2 separate regions of the Zea mays genome follow, and region 1 is linked to region 2. Evidence: chromatin contacts called from public Hi-C data. All regions are on one chromosome and are shown on one strand. The core of a region is the stretch at or near the end of the contact, and the rest is flanking DNA. Distances in the headings are between cores, read along the strand shown. Region 1 holds the start of LOC100193827. Region 2 holds the start of LOC109942996.

Evidence for each region. A called contact is a pair of places that touch in the nucleus more often than the background predicts.
Region 1: a contact with region 2 is called in a Hi-C map of ear, with 5 times the contacts expected there. The contact joins the promoter of LOC100193827 here to the promoter of LOC109942996 in region 2. A contact is called at or near these places in 6 of 25 Hi-C or Micro-C datasets (bundle sheath, ear, endosperm and 2 more) and 1 of 3 datasets of contacts at active chromatin or transcription factors (leaf).

What each region holds. Positions count from the first base shown.
Region 1 is chr10:151,501,555-151,505,564 of Zm-B73-REFERENCE-NAM-5.0, forward strand. It overlaps LOC100193827, which reads left to right and starts at 1,999. Exons shown (of 2, transcript NM_001138909.1): 1 at 1,999-2,360; 2 at 2,429-3,508. The coding sequence starts at 2,241. The coding sequence ends at 3,400. LOC100502197 reads right to left here. Exons shown (of 14, transcript NM_001363231.1): 14 at 3,631-4,010. The coding sequence ends at 3,861.
Region 2 is chr10:151,308,213-151,312,245 of Zm-B73-REFERENCE-NAM-5.0, forward strand. LOC109942996 reads left to right here and starts at 2,018. Exons shown (of 2, transcript XM_020545668.3): 1 at 2,018-3,287; 2 at 3,391-4,033. The coding sequence starts at 2,690.

The DNA of each region.
Region 1 (4,010 bases), core at 749-3,248, 190 kb after region 2:
CTAAATCCTAAGATGAGGAGGGGCCTAAGTGTTTTGCCTGCTAGATGGAATCGGGAAGAACACACAAGGGTTTAGAGTGGTTCGGGCCGCCGGAGCGTAATACCCTACTCCATTGTGTAATGTATTGAGCTTGAGAGCTTGTATGAACTTGTGAGCCCGAGAGTCTAAGTGAGCTTGAGCCTAAGTTGGGTCCGAGTGAGCCTGCCATGTAACGTCGTGTGCCCTCCCTTTTATAGCTCAAGGGGGGCACGTACAAGGGCGCTGAGCCACGACATGTGGGCCCAGGGGCAAAACAGAGGGAATACATATAGAAGTATCCAATGCCAGTGTCGCCCAGAAGATCTCCAAGCGCCATAATGTCTGTAGTCCATATAGTATTAATATCTCGTGGCTGCCTCCTCGGTAACGCGCGGGTCATGATGAGCACAGTGTATGCTGCAGCACGGGCGTATTGCCTGCCAACGGAATGGACATGCACGCCGCCTATAAGGTGGTCTGGTCGTCCTCCGTCAGCGGAGTGGACAGGGCTCATTTAATGCTGAGGCGGCTTATCGCTTGCCAGTGGAGTGACAGGGCTCATTAAAAGCTGAGGCGGCACATCACCTGCCAGTTTGACAAGCGGCGCACCTTATCCGCAATAAATGCAGAGGACGCGCGGCCCAGAGGCCTTACGTCAGGCTCCGCCCGCTGGCTTACGTCACGGACAGTGGGCCACATGGCAGTATCGGGTCTCCGCCTAAGCGGGGAGCAGAAGCGTGTGTGGTATGGTCTGGACACGTGTCAGCTCCGGACCCCCGCCTGGTCTTGATTAAGGTCTGGGTACTCTTTGTCCCAGAATCCCGGGACCCTGTTGTTAGTGGCCCGGACCCCACACAGAGGGGTTCGAGACCCATCCTAGGGGTCCGGTTCGTGCCCGTGGAGGTTCTGGACCTTACCCGGAGGTCTGGTCCGTACGTACAGGGGTCCAACATTTTCCCATGGGGGTCCGGACCCACTGTTGATATCCTGGAGTATATCGTCTTCTCTGGCCACGTGGCGACCCGGGAGTCGTCCACGTGGTAGGGTCGGGTGCTGTTTACCACGCGACTAGAGATAGCCGCATGGGCACCGTGCCTTCACACTGTAGTAAGGGGTACCCCTGTTTCAGGGTACCGACACATTGCATTGTGGGTGTTGTTATTAATTTGATATCTTACTTAATTGGGTTGGTATCTACTTATACTTAGTAACTGCTAATAAAATTTTGACCAACTTTAAAAGCAATACTCAGCTTTAACCATCTCATTTGGTAAGCCTTACACTTCACATGAGCTCCCACCTTTGGTGATTTCATGCACATTATTCCTCACAACTTGTTGAGTGATGAACGTATGTGAGCTCACTCTTGTTGTACTCACATCCCCTCCGGCCAAGAATAGGTACCACAGGATGAGGCGCGTGGAGGATGTCGTGATGAGTTCGTGAGTGGTCTAGACTGTCGTCTCCCAGTCAACTAGGGTTGCTGGATCGTTGTGTGCATATGATGTAATTATTTAGCATGGACTATTATATAGTAAAGATGTGGCATTCGTTTCTGTACCATGAGTCATCATATGTGTGAGACTTGGTCTCAGCACACTTGGTGACGGCGTCCGGGTTTTGGTGCCCCTAAAACCCGGGTGTGACAATACCGAGAGTATGCCTACACATGACCCTACGGAAGACCTACCGCGATAACCCGAGGGAGTCAATCTCTCTCTCTGTCACTGTCTCTCTCTAGTAGAAAATAGATCCCCTCTGTAAGTTTCAACCCTTTGAGATATAAAAGGGTAAGACGATCACTTTCTTCTGACACAAGCACACCAGTTATAACACGCTCTACTGCTATACTACGATCAACACTACACTATGCATTTCATCGTTGGGTATCAATAGGTGATGTATCGCGGTGGTGGATCGGAGCGCAGCCAAACCAGACATTTTAAAAGAAATTTCAAAAAGAAAAGAAAAAAAAAAGGAGATAAGAAATGGTGAGCAGGCAAGCATGGAGTGGAGTGCTTTTAAATTTGGGTGTCGCTGTCGTTGAAAGCGATGGGTGGCTAGTTTTACAGACAGACAGCAGCACCTGCTCCTCCGTCTGGACTGACTGACTAGTGACTCAGCTCCACCCACATCCCCCTTCGTCGTCTTCTCCCTCCCTGCTAGCTGACCTCCAATCCACGATAAGGCAAGATAAGCTAGCTAGGAAGGCAAGGGATCCGATGGACAAGTACGAGCCCGTTCGCGAGATCGGGGCGGGCAACTTCGGGGTGGCCAAGCTGATGAGGAACAAGGACACGAGGGAGCTGGTGGCCATGAAGTTCATAGAGCGAGGAAACAGGGTGAGTAGTCAGTCTAGCCGTCGCGTCTTCTTTGCTAGCTAGTATCTAATTGATGGATTAATTGATAGATCGACGAGAACGTGTTCCGCGAGATCGTGAACCACCGCTCCCTCCGCCACCCCAACATCATCCGGTTCAAGGAGGTGGTGCTGACTCCCACGCACCTTGCGATCGTGATGGAGTACGCTGCGGGCGGGGAGCTGTTCGAGCGCATCTGCGACGCCGGGCGGTTCCACGAGGACGAGGCGCGCTACTTCTTCCAGCAGCTGGTTTGCGGCGTCAGCTTCTGCCACGCCATGAACATCTGCCACCGGGACCTCAAGCTGGAGAACACGCTGCTGGACGGCAGCCCGGCGCCGCGCCTCAAGATCTGCGACTTCGGCTACTCCAAGTCCTCGGTGCTGCACTCGCGACCGAAGTCAACGGTGGGCACGCCGGCGTACATCGCGCCCGAGGTGCTGTCGCGGCGAGAGTACGACGGGAAGCACGCCGACGTCTGGTCGTGCGGAGTCACGCTCTACGTCATGCTGGTGGGGGCGTACCCGTTCGAGGATCCAAAGGACCCAAAGAACTTCAGGAAGACAATACAGCGCATCATGTCGGTTCAGTACAAGATCCCCGAGTACGTGCACGTCTCCCACAACTGCCGCCACCTCCTCTCCCGCATCTTCGTCCAGAACCCGTACAAGAGGATCACCATGAGCGAGATCAAGACCCACCCCTGGTACCTCAAGAACCTGCCGAGGGAGCTCAAGGAGGAGGCGCAGGCAGCCTACTACTACAGCCGCCAGGGAGACAGCAGCAGCAGCAGCAGCAATAATGCGACAGCAGCACCCGCCTACTCGTCGCAGAGCGTGGAGGAGATCTTGAGGATCGTGCAGGAGGCGCAGACGGTGCCCAAGCCACCGTCCAGGCCCGACGAAGCAGAGCAACAGGAAGAAGAAGACGACCATGACGATGACGACGACTACGACAGAACGGTGCGGCAGGTGCACGCCAGCGGAGAGTTCGACATGATTATGAGCAGACTCCAAATCTGACTCTTAGTATCTTGCCTGCCATTGGTAGTTTTGTGTTGTAATGCGTGCCTGTAACATGAATTTCAGTCAAACTATACACTATCATAATGGTGATGGTATTGATGAAAATATTCAGTGGTAGGATTCTCTCTCATGACATCTTAACAAGAAAAGGAAGCAGGTATCAGCAGTTAGCATCGACCTTCATTGACAGTGAGCACCACAACCAAAGTCAGATCACACACCACAAATAAATTAATTAATTAATAGATAGATAGATTTTTAATCGATTGGTATTAGATTGTTCTCTTCCCACCTTTACTTACACCATCTTCCATTATGTTCCACATTTCCCTAGCAGGGCAGGAGCTGCTCAAAAGAACCAGGAAATAATAATTACAATCATAATGTGAGCGTATAAATATTGACTTGTACAGGGCCATGCTCCATCTTCGGCAGGGCTGCACTACCCAAAAAAAAACTACATGATCCAACCCTCCTCGTCGCCACTGCTAAAGGATTCCATCATATCACTCTCATCGCCTTCCCCTTCGTCATCACCCAAAATATCCATCAAGCCCCCTCCCCCTTCAAAATCACCACCACCATCAATGTACTCTGGGTCATCTTC
Region 2 (4,033 bases), core at 768-3,267:
GTCTATGAAACTGTATAATATTCGAGTTTTATCTGGTTGAAATCATCTCTCCTCTCATGAAACTCTCTCAATCTCTTTCATCATAAATATTGTATCATGTCATCAAATATAGTAATGTGTCATCTCATTTAATGAGAACGAAACTATAATGAAACTTCCACTTAGAATGGCCTAAGAAGCTACACTGATACCACAGTAAAAGTATCGGCGCATTAACAAGAGTTCGCTTTTCTATCTCATTAAAGTCTCGTATTTATATTGTTATCTTTGGTTGTATACTTTACCTTATCAGCTTAGTTATAAGCTACGGATATGTCCGAAACTTAGGCTGCAAAATTCCTTTTATGGTAGAGATAGTAACACTTAGATAAAACTTTAGTTGCACAAATCAACGCTTGGTTATCCGTATACATTTTGTTTAAGAGATAAAATAGAGGCCTAAAATAGAGTGAAAATAGTTCTCCTAATCCACTCCCCCAAGACAACTTTAGTCGCACAAATCAATGCTTGGTTATTCGTATACGGTTTTGTTTAAAAGAAAAATAGTTCTCTTAATTCACTCTCCCTCTTATGCGTCCATGTTCTTTTCAATGTCCATGCCCTATCTAATTCTCCTTGACTCTTTAGTCTTTTCTAAGTCTATTTTAGTTAGCTCCTAGGTTCCTAATCAACAAAACATGTACTTCACCAATAGTAAGGTTAAAAATGACTAACACCTTGCAATGCATCTAAAGAAGTGATGTCCTCATTAACTTAGATACAGGTGGTGGTATGGTAAATCAAAAATTATATTAATCAATGATTGGAAGCTTGCTCTATGTGACCGCATCAAGATTAGATGTAATATTTAGTATATGCTTGTGTACAAGATTTCGAGACTCACTAAGAGAAAGTCACTTTAAAGCAACAAAAAGAATATTGATGTACTTTAAGCATACAACAAAAATTGGACTTTGGTATCCAAATGGGTCATAATTTAAACTGATTGGATATTCACACTTCAATTACACGGAATGCAAGGTAGTTCTCTTTTGCAGCTGTTGCCTGTTGGTTTGGATTCAGGGCTAAAAAAATCTTTCTCAAACTGAAATTCCTCACAGCTGAAGAAGCTTCAAGGAGTACTGGAGTATTTATTTTTCTTGTTAGTACATACTAATAATTAGTATAAGCTGGGGTAGTTTTAAATGTTTCAGTTCTCAGTATTAGCTTAGTTTGCTTTTCCATCTTTTCTTAGGTCAAGCATATATACATCTTAAACCAAAAACAAACTCTAAAAAGGCAACCGTTATAGATAGTATGGTGAATATACCTAACACTGCCATAGTGACTCACGCTAAACTATATGCTCATGACGAGCGTACGCTGCGAGTTCGCGAGGCCCAAACACCAAACAAAAGGAACCAGGACACAAACAAGATCACCTATCATACACCCTCAATATGGTCCAAGAACAACAGAGGGACAGCTGCATCTAAATTTTCTAATTCAGCCTCGCATGTGACGTGGAGCAAGCAACTGATGACTGTTGCTGTGGAATAATGAAGATGGCTCTGCCACTGCCATCCATGTTAAACATCCTACTGTAAGTCAGTCAGGTACTCCTAGCTAGCTAGCTAGCTAGCTAGCTACTGTACATTCTTCTTTCCTAGCCAGGCTCTTCGGGCCGTGCTAGCCAGGTCCATATTAATTTGTGTCAGACAAAGAAGCTTTGTGGTACAATGGATTTGATTTCAGGATCATCAAAAACAATTAGTATGGCCCGGATGTGGTGAAGCAAGCTAGCTAGCTAGCTAGGTTTATTTGCTCCTCTGTTTGTTTTCCTTCTGCCCCATGTCGAAACCAGAGCCTTGTCTCGAGATTAGCATTAATAACAGTGAGTAGAGTAGTGTAGCTTATTGTGTAATCGAGTTATGCTTTGTTCCTTTTGAGAGCGACAGTGGCATCGATGTGCTTTGTTCCCTCCAAATCCTCCCTCTTGTTGTTTTGTGGCTCCCTGCTGCTCATATCACTAGGGTATACGAGTACTACATAGATGCAGCCTTTGCAGGAAACTTCGCAGGCAAAAGAAGAGCCCATGCCCATGAACAGTTTCGGGATTCTACAATTTGGACCGGGACATGTAGTACACAACAGCAAAGCACAAAGCACAAGCACAGCATCTGAGTGAGTGATCTTTATTCCGTTGGTTGCTGATGGGATGGGATGGGATGGCATATGATATCTCCTCATTCATCAGAGCAGAGGTGACTGACTGACTGACTGACTAGTGGATCACCACTCTGAAAATGCTGTGCAGCCACCACCGGACCCTGGACCAGCCCAAAAGCCCATCAACTTGTCTGCTTTTACCAAGACCAAGAATTGCCAGGGTACATGCATTTGGATCTTTTAGTCTAGACATGCATGCTTTGAACTTGAGTTCCACCTCGGTATTGGGCATCGACCTAGTTTTGTGCCATCCATTGTTGTTAGTGTTAGCTAGCAAACATGGCCTTAATCCCATGATGAGCAGGTGCAGGTGCAGATAGCATCATCCCCAAAAACATAAAGCTGCAGCAACAACTAGCCTAGAAATAAAGCATCCTAGCTCTTTTCCTCCTCCACCACCACTTCTCAAGTACTCCCATCCAACACGAACGAACATCTAGAGCTTGGAAGAAAGCTAGCTAGCGAGAGGAATAGGATCGCAATGGTGGAACGGCCGGGCAGATCGGCAGGCGTCAGGGAGGCCAATAAGACTTCCGCTGCCGCCATGGTGAAGACGACGACGACGACCAATAAGGAGGAGCTGGAGAGCCCGTCCTACAGGTTAGCAGCGTTCAAGAGCCTCTTCTCGTGCAGGAACAGCCACGCGCGGCCGCGGGCGCCGGACACCGGCACCGGCAGCAGGAGCAAGAGGCTGGGCTGCTCCGCGCCGTCCATCTGCAAGCTCAAGGACGACAGCGTGCCCGTGCCGCCCAAGGAAACCACGGGCACGGCGTCGGCAGGCGAGCCCTGCAAGCGCCGCGCGTCCGTGAGCGGGAGCAGCGATCGGTGCGTGAAGAAGCCCCAATGTGGCGCTGGCAGCAACAAGCAGCTGCAGCGTGGCGGGTCGTCGTCGTCGTCGGGCGGGTCGTCGTTCAGGGCCGGCATGCAGCTGAGGCGGCTTTCGGGGTGCTACGAGTGCCACATGGTGGTGGCGGGCAGCGCCTCCATGAGGGCCACCACCATCTGCCCCTGCCCGGACTGCGGCGAGGTGTTCGTCAGGCAGGAGAGCCTCCAGCTCCACCAGTCCATCAGGCACGCAGGTCGGTCGCATGCCTCATCTGCACTTTATTCCATCCATCTTTGATGCTTTTCATGTCGACAGTTGGGACACTTTTGACCAACAAACACGCCCATGGCATGCAGTGTCCGAGCTTGGCACTGATGACACGAGCCGCAACATCATCGAGATCATCTTCCAGTCCAGCTGGCTCAAGAAGCAGAGCCCCGTGTGCAAGGTCGACCGCATCCTCAAGGTGAACAACACGCCCAGAACGCTGGCCCGCTTCGAGGAGTACCGTGACGCTGTCAAGGCCAGGGCGGGCGCCGAGCAGCTGGCGGTAGCGGCGGCCAACAGCAACAGGCACCCGCGCTGCACCGCCGACGGCAACGAGCTGCTCCGGTTCCACTGCGCCACCCTGGCCTGCTCGCTCGGCCTCAACGGCGCCACGCACCTCTGCGACGCCGCGGGGACCTGCGCAGCGTGCGGCATCATCCGCGACGGCTTCAGCAGCGGCGGGGTGCTGACCATGGCCACGAGCGGCCGCGCGCACGACGCTGCGGAGGCTGGCGCCGGACTGGATGAGGAAACCACTCCAAGGGCGATGCTGGTGTGCCGGGTCATCGCGGGAAGGGTGAAGCGGCCCAAAGAAGCGGTACCAGAGGAGGAGGCCGTCGCCGACGCCGCCGAGGAGTCAGAGTACGACTCGGTTGCGGGGTCGGCCGGGGTGTACTCCAACCTGGAGGAGCTGCTGGTGTTCAACCCCAGGGCCATCCTCCCATGCTTTGT